Linked DNA regions of Gossypium hirsutum: region 1 is linked to region 2. The links are chromatin contacts, called in public Hi-C maps. All regions are on one chromosome and are shown on one strand. Each heading gives the region's core, a stretch centred on a gene start, on an enhancer-like site or on the middle of the called end of the contact. The rest is flanking DNA. Distances are from core to core; before and after follow the strand shown.

Region 1 (3,398 bases), core at 392-2,891, 330 kb before region 2:
GTAGAGATCACCTTGAAATCTACACAAGTGACTACACCCTACAAGTCTTGGTGGGGTATTGTGCAGTCTACATTTTCATGCAAACTTTCATGATTCCGGGAACTGTTTTCATGTCATTGCTCGCTGGAGCATTGTTTGGAGTCTTGAAAGGTGTAGCTCTTGTTGTGATCACCGCCACTGCCGGAGCTTCTTCATGCTATTTCCTGTCGAAATTAGTTGGACGCCCCCTTGTCATTTCCCTTTGGCCTGACAAGCTGAGCTTCTTCCAAGCTCAGGTGATTTCAACTCCTTGTTCAGTAAGTTGTCTTTTTCTTACATCGAGCTAAAAAGTATAATAAGCTTTATCGGCTTTTCGTGCTTGCAGGTGGCTCAAAGAAGAGAAAGCCTGTTGAACTATATGCTTTTTTTGAGGCTTACTCCAACTTTGCCGAACACATTCATTAATGTTGCTTCGCCTATTGTCGATGTGCCTTACCATATTTTCTTCATGGCAACTTTCATTGGACTTATTCCTGCTGCTTTCTTAACTGTCAGGGTATTTTACTTTGGACTTCCATGTGAAATTTGCATGTTAAGCTGTTAGACTGACATGGCAGAGCACATCCCTTGAATACAATCTTGATACTTAAATAACTTGTGGTTGCATGTTTCTTCTGCATGCAGGCAGGAATAGCTCTCGGAGAATTGCAATCGGTGGGGGATCTTTACAACTTCAACTCAATTGCCACTCTTTTCCTTATAGGGGTTGTCTCTGTCACGCCTACGCTAATGAGCAAGCCCAAATTATAGCATCCTAGCACCTGAGCTTGTGTATAGGCTAGCATCAAATAAATGCAATGTGCTGCTGCTGCTTCTCGGGTTAAACGGAATCCGCATCCAATACCAAACATGCTGATCGGATAAGGTGTTACTGTGCCAATCATCAAATTCTTTGCCATGCATTGTATTATTTGCTTTAACCATTCCCAGGTTAAGTCTGTATAGGAAGACGGATATAAGAAAAGTTGGGGAGAAGTTGTTATCTGTTTCAATTTCTAAAATTCATTGTCAGTAATAATACTACTCTTCAGTGTCTGTACAGATTGTATATCCATTTTTAGAAGCTTATCATTATCAATGGACATCTTGTCAAATGTTTGTACAAATTTACCACGGAGAACAAGGTTCACAATGCTAAAATTTACTCAATATGTTAATTGAGGTAATTCACCTTAAGAAACAAGAATTTATTAGGACACAAGGGTTGTTACTAAATAATTGTCGAAGGCAAGATATGGCTTTCAAAAGAAATGGCTAGAATTAAGCATGTGTCACAAATTTTAAGCTTTTAGATGGTCTATATCCAAGACTCACCATATTTATAGTTCCAACATATCGTAGTCATCAGAGGAAATTAAGGGCAAATATAACAGGATTCAGCCATAAGATCCAAATCCTTCTCGTAAGGACTCGTTCAATAACCCCGCATTTTTACCATTTGCCAAGCATCACCTTTCCAAATTAAGGTTACCAATCGCTTGTTCATACTCCTATAACAAAGAAAAATTGAAAAAAAAAAAAAAAAGGATTACTGATCTCATCTCCTAGAAAAGAAAAGTTAACACAGTCTAGCCAATGGTATATGCTACCATTTTTATTCAATGTCAACATATTCTTCTAATGTTGCTCATCCACCCTCAACATCATCAGCCTACAATCCCCCGGTGCCTGTAATCATAACAGTAATTTTCCTCCTTTCATTCTTATTTGGTTTCTTCACAGTACACTTTTTAAAGTGTCTCCTTGAATATATTGCAAGTAATAGGAACATTGAGGCTAACACTGCTGCAGATGTTGTGGTTGCTGCTGCCCCAGAAGATACAGCAAATAAAAGCAATGGTCTTGATCCTGAACTAGTACAAGCTTTCCCGACGTTCTATTATTCGACCGTCAAAGAGTTTCGTCGCGAAAAGTACGGCCTAGAATGTGCTATTTGTTTGGGGGAGTTCGTAGATGACGATATGCTTCGACTTTTGACGATTTGTTTCCATGTTTTCCATAAAGAATGTGTTGATCTTTGGCTTGAATCGAATAAAACATGCCCGGTTTGTCGTGGCGAGCTAGACGTGCCTAGGAAATCGTTAGAGAAATCTCCTGTACTGCTTCAGAGTAATTCCATGCATGAAATTGGGGCAAATCAAAGTCCTCTACAAAATGCTGTTTGCATTGAGATTAAAGAAGATAACAAGGAGAAAGCTGATGAAGCTCAAAGCTCTTCAACCACAAAAGAACATCACAAGAAACGTGAAGGAGTGGAAAGATTTTTTAGGTCAAATTCCACAGGCCACTCCATATTTAGAACTAGAGAAGAAGATGATAAATATACTCTAAGATTGCTTGACCATGTCAAAATAAAAATTTTAAGGGGACATAAAGCTGCAATAAGTTGTATATCATTTAGAGATTTTACAAGCCCCTTGAATTCCAAAAATGCAGCTTCAGGTGAAACATCAGAGTCACTTCAAGGTGACTTAGATAAAGTATAAGTTGATGTAGGCTCCTTTCTTCAATTATCTTAGGATATTCTAAATAGAATTTGAACTCATGCCTTCCTATTTCAATAAACTCAGGGGAAAAAAAAATAAACGAATTCATTGTGAACTTTCATCTATCTAATTTTTTTATCACTAGATTATATGTGGATGGGTATGGTATATGTAGTTTTGTAGTTTCAGAGGTGTGTAAATATTTGAACTTAAGAACAATAGTTGAGAGGAAAGCCAATTATATCGTGAAAGGATTTTATTACATTCCAGTTAAACGTTTCACTAAGCATTGCAGACATCATTGTAACTATACATACCATCACCAAAGAGTCACATGGATTAGCCTGCAATATGGCTGACAAATCGGACCATCAGTCTTCTTCACCAGATAAGGCGACAGCTCCCTTCCCTGTGTTTCTTTGTCTCTTGTGTTTCTCTCTTTTATGGCCATTTCATCTAATTACAGTGATCATGAAAGTGCTCAAAAGAACTCTAATGGCTCTTGGTTTTTTTGAACCTAAGCCTAAGCTGTTAATTAAAAGTCTACTCCACTGATTCTCACATATGTTCCTTTATTTGTATGATCATTGGCAAGTCAAATGATGATCTTCCAATTGTATATGCTGCAGAGAATGGGTTGTCAAGCACATGTTAAGCTTTCCTTGTAAAACAGTAGTGTACGAGAATCTAGGGCCCGTGAGCCAGTCTTTTTTTTTTCCCTGCCAAATACAACATAGATTTGAATGTGCACAGTAGCTTTAACCCACAGCTTGTTGTATTGTTTGTATGCATATCCCTATATAGATTTGGGTCCCCCCCCTCTCCCCCACCTCCACTCTCTCCATTGCAGTCACTGTGCCTGCAATGTTGACA
Region 2 (3,550 bases), core at 102-2,601:
TATTTTAATGTTTATAGTAGAGTAGTATTATACATTTAGCATAAATTTATTTTTTTAATGTGTTCTAAATTATATAATATAAAGTATTATAAATTTAAAAATGAATTGAGCTAAGTTTAGACTTTAATTGTTCAAATTCAAGTCTAGTTTTATATTTTAAATGTGTTTAATTTTTTTATCCAAACTTATTTTTCGGATATAATATTTTTATTCAAATCTTCTTAAATTTTGGGCGTACTTTCGAGCCTAAAAGATAGCCTGAACCTTATACAGGTCAACTTTAGATAATGTAGTTTATATTAAAATTAATATATAATAATGCATTTTTTACTTTTCTAAAATATAAAATAAAAATAAAATTATAAAATATATCATCTACACTCGAATATTTCATCATCTTCAATTCACCAAATTTAATGAACTAACAAAAAGAATCACGAAATTATTATACTAGTATTTAAATTTTAACGTGTCACCCTTTTATATAAAGGTGAATTTATTCATCTCTGCTTCCTAAAAATAAACCCTTCTTCTTCCTTGTTAAACAAGATTGGTTATATTTTTCAGCTCTTAAACAATTACTCAAAAATCCTTTAACCTCCATAGCCAATATGACCAGGGGGAGTTTTGTCAGGGTAATAAATTCGATAACTGGGTGGAAGAGTGACGCCCAAAGTAGCACAATACCCTTTAATTTGATCACCAAACTCAGGGCTGAACCTTCCATGATTAAACATCCAATTCTTGCACTTGCTCGACATACCCTGAACCGCTTCACAGCATCCATAGCTGAGCTTTATCTTCTTTTTAACCAAGGACGCATAGATTTCATGCTCGCATCCATTTGCTTTGTTGATTTGTGCCCAACACACCCTTGGGTCTGGCATGTGTCTTTCATCCCATCCGACAACCGACAAAGCTGGTGTGATAGCTATGGCAAATGCCAATGCTAGGATAAGCAAAAGGGTCTGCTGCTGCTGCTGCTGCTGCTGTTTAAAATAACCCATTCAGGTTTATTGGAACAAAGGATAGATTTGTTTTGTTGCATGGGTTTTATGCTGGAAATTTATACTAGTTGTTAAAATTGTTGAAGGAGCTTTCAGTAATGGTGGTATATGTTACAAAATTAGACAAGTTAAAGGGATTGTGTATTTATTGCAGGTTAACGTAAGAGAGAATGTTGGTCATTTAAATGCCATTAATAAAGTAACCTGTAAGAAAAGAAAAAAAAGATAGAATTTTCACCACGAAGAAACTGTTTTCAGGGTATGAATCTTATATAATCAAAGCAAAGACGAAGATAACATTTGTAACGTAAATAATCTCCTTGTTCCTGGGCTGAAAATGGGTATTTGCTTCTTCAAAAATGGAAAAGCTCCAAGGCTAGAGTGGGCTCAGAGACTCGTATTGGGCTTTATCTCCTAACAACAGAAGTAATTGGAGTACATATTTTTTTTGTTTTCTTTAGGCTTTGTTGTGAGGTTTCTGGTTTGTTGAAGAAAATGGCAACAGCTGGAAGGGGAGGTCGAACCGTGACGGGGACGAATAGCAGAGAAGGAACAGCAAAATCAACAGTGAATGAACAGATTTCCCAGGCCGTACTGTCCACCTCTAATCTCCTTCATCTCATGCAACAGTCTTCTCCTTCTCGGGTATTTTCTTTTTCTTATTTAATACTGGCATAAGCTATCTAACAAACCATTTAATTTCCTGTTTCTGATTGTGAATTTTAATATCTTAATCAATTCTCTTTGCCCAAAGACAAAGAAAAATTACCTCTTTCTTTTCCCCCTTTGGATGTCATAGTTTGATCTTAAGTATGGGGTGCCTTAGATTCTTAGCTGGAGATGAAAGTACTGAATTTTTGGGTTGGGTTTTGTTAGATTGATACTGAGAGAATGATAACTTTTATGGGTTAATGTTAGCAGACAAAAGCTGATCATCATTTGATTTTTTTTTTTTTAAATTTTGGCCTTAGTTTTGCTCAAAAGAAAAACAGCTTCTTTTGTATCATTAGCATATATATATATAGGTTCATTGATGTGGACAATAGGCATAATCTACAAATGTTGTTATGTTTGATTCATACTATTTCTTTTTCTTAAAATTTGACCAGTTTTCAGGTCTAGCTCTCGTTTGAGGTATAATTTAGAATAGTATTTTTAGTTTAACCACAGGCAGGGAGCAAAATCGTAAATTACAGTAATCTGACAGACTCCTTGAAGAATCTGCCTTCATACAATCCTATCCATATTTTATCATATAGGTCTTCCAACGTTGCAAACTCAGTTAAGAGCTCCTGAAACTCTTGCCTAGAGAAAGATAACTTTCTTTTACGTGGTTTTTGATGTGCCTGTGCCACTTGAATCCATCTTTCAATTTTTTTTTCACCGTGATATCTTTGATTACTTTGTATCTACAGACCCAATTGATGAAACTTCCTAAAAATCTGTTGGCCAAAACTCCTACAATAAAAAATACAGGGCAGGTATATGACACTTCCAAGCTATAATAAATATACCTACACACAGTATCAATTGCAAACTTTTGTAATTTGATCTGTCTTCTCTGTTTCATTGAATGCAGATGTTAGAGCTGATGCCTAGGGCTATTTCATCACTTGATGCTCATATTGATAATGGATTACAAAGGTTGAAATCTTGTGCATCAAGGGTGTACCGTCAGTTATAGTCTGTTTGAGCATGGCATGTAGTTTTCGGCATCATTCAGTGAGCCAGTATTACTTGCAAGAAAGTTGTTAAGTTGTTGTGTTATCGTAGATTACATGTCAGGGAAAAAGGTTTGGTAATTTAATTTAGGATTTAGGAATGATGTAAACTTGCTGACACGTGTACAAGAGATGTTCCACAAGATGGTATTTAAACCCTAAATGTGAAGTAGACATTTGTTAATGCCACTCAATTAAGAAGCCATTTACTTAATTTGGTAGATAGATCCATCTTTTTCAACTGACTATACCGTGAATTATAGTCTTGTGCAGAAAAGTAGTGAATTCCCTTTGTTGCCTGTTATCACTGAGCTATAGAACTATGTTTCCCTTTTTCTTGGCTCATTTTAGTTTCTCATTTTGCAGTGTTCCACATCTGAAAACGGTAATTCAGTTACTAGAAAATATGGAAAGCAGCCAGCTTAGTTCTCTGTCTCAATCACGTCTCTCACGAGCGGTATGGCCTCTCTTGCACATTTCAGTGTTTGTGCCTTTGCACATATATAAAAATATGTAACTAGTAATTGCTCGGAAAATGCTTTAAAAGTTGTGAGTTTTCAGTTGCTTTCTCTTTCTTGAATCCCGTTTTATCCCAGGAATCTCAGCAGGCACATCAGTATCCCGAGGTTGGATCACCACCTTAAGTTCCTAGCCATACTACTGTTCTCTCAGCCATTAGTTTCTTTAATCAGGTCAAACCTTCTTGTTCATAGCTGAGAAAGATTTTAATCTGTAACTTTTGTAAACTGAGTTAGAGCAGTGTACAACTACTCCGGAGAACATGTTCCTTGTACATTAATTCTCATAATACGTCTCATTTTG

The links. A called contact is a pair of places that touch in the nucleus more often than the background predicts.
Region 1: a contact with region 2 is called in a Hi-C map of leaf, with 2.7 times the contacts expected there. The contact joins the promoter of LOC107935189 here to the promoter of LOC107896544 in region 2. A contact is called at or near these places in 3 of 34 Hi-C or Micro-C datasets (all in leaf).

What each region holds. Positions count from the first base shown.
Region 1 is chrA09:80,482,929-80,486,326 of Gossypium_hirsutum_v2.1, reverse strand. It overlaps LOC107935189 (RING-H2 finger protein ATL29), which reads left to right and starts at 1,641. Exons shown (of 1, transcript XM_016867756.2): 1 at 1,641-2,525. The coding sequence starts at 1,641. The coding sequence ends at 2,525. LOC107935177 (transcription factor bHLH71) reads left to right here and starts at 3,319. Exons shown (of 3, transcript XM_016867741.2): 1 at 3,319-3,398. It also overlaps the pseudogene LOC107935209.
Region 2 is chrA09:80,155,541-80,159,090 of Gossypium_hirsutum_v2.1, reverse strand. LOC107896544 (tobamovirus multiplication protein 2B) reads left to right here and starts at 1,351. Exons shown (of 4, transcript XM_041077072.1): 1 at 1,351-1,652; 2 at 2,587-2,651; 3 at 3,095-3,185; 4 at 3,325-3,550. The coding sequence starts at 1,503. The coding sequence ends at 3,372.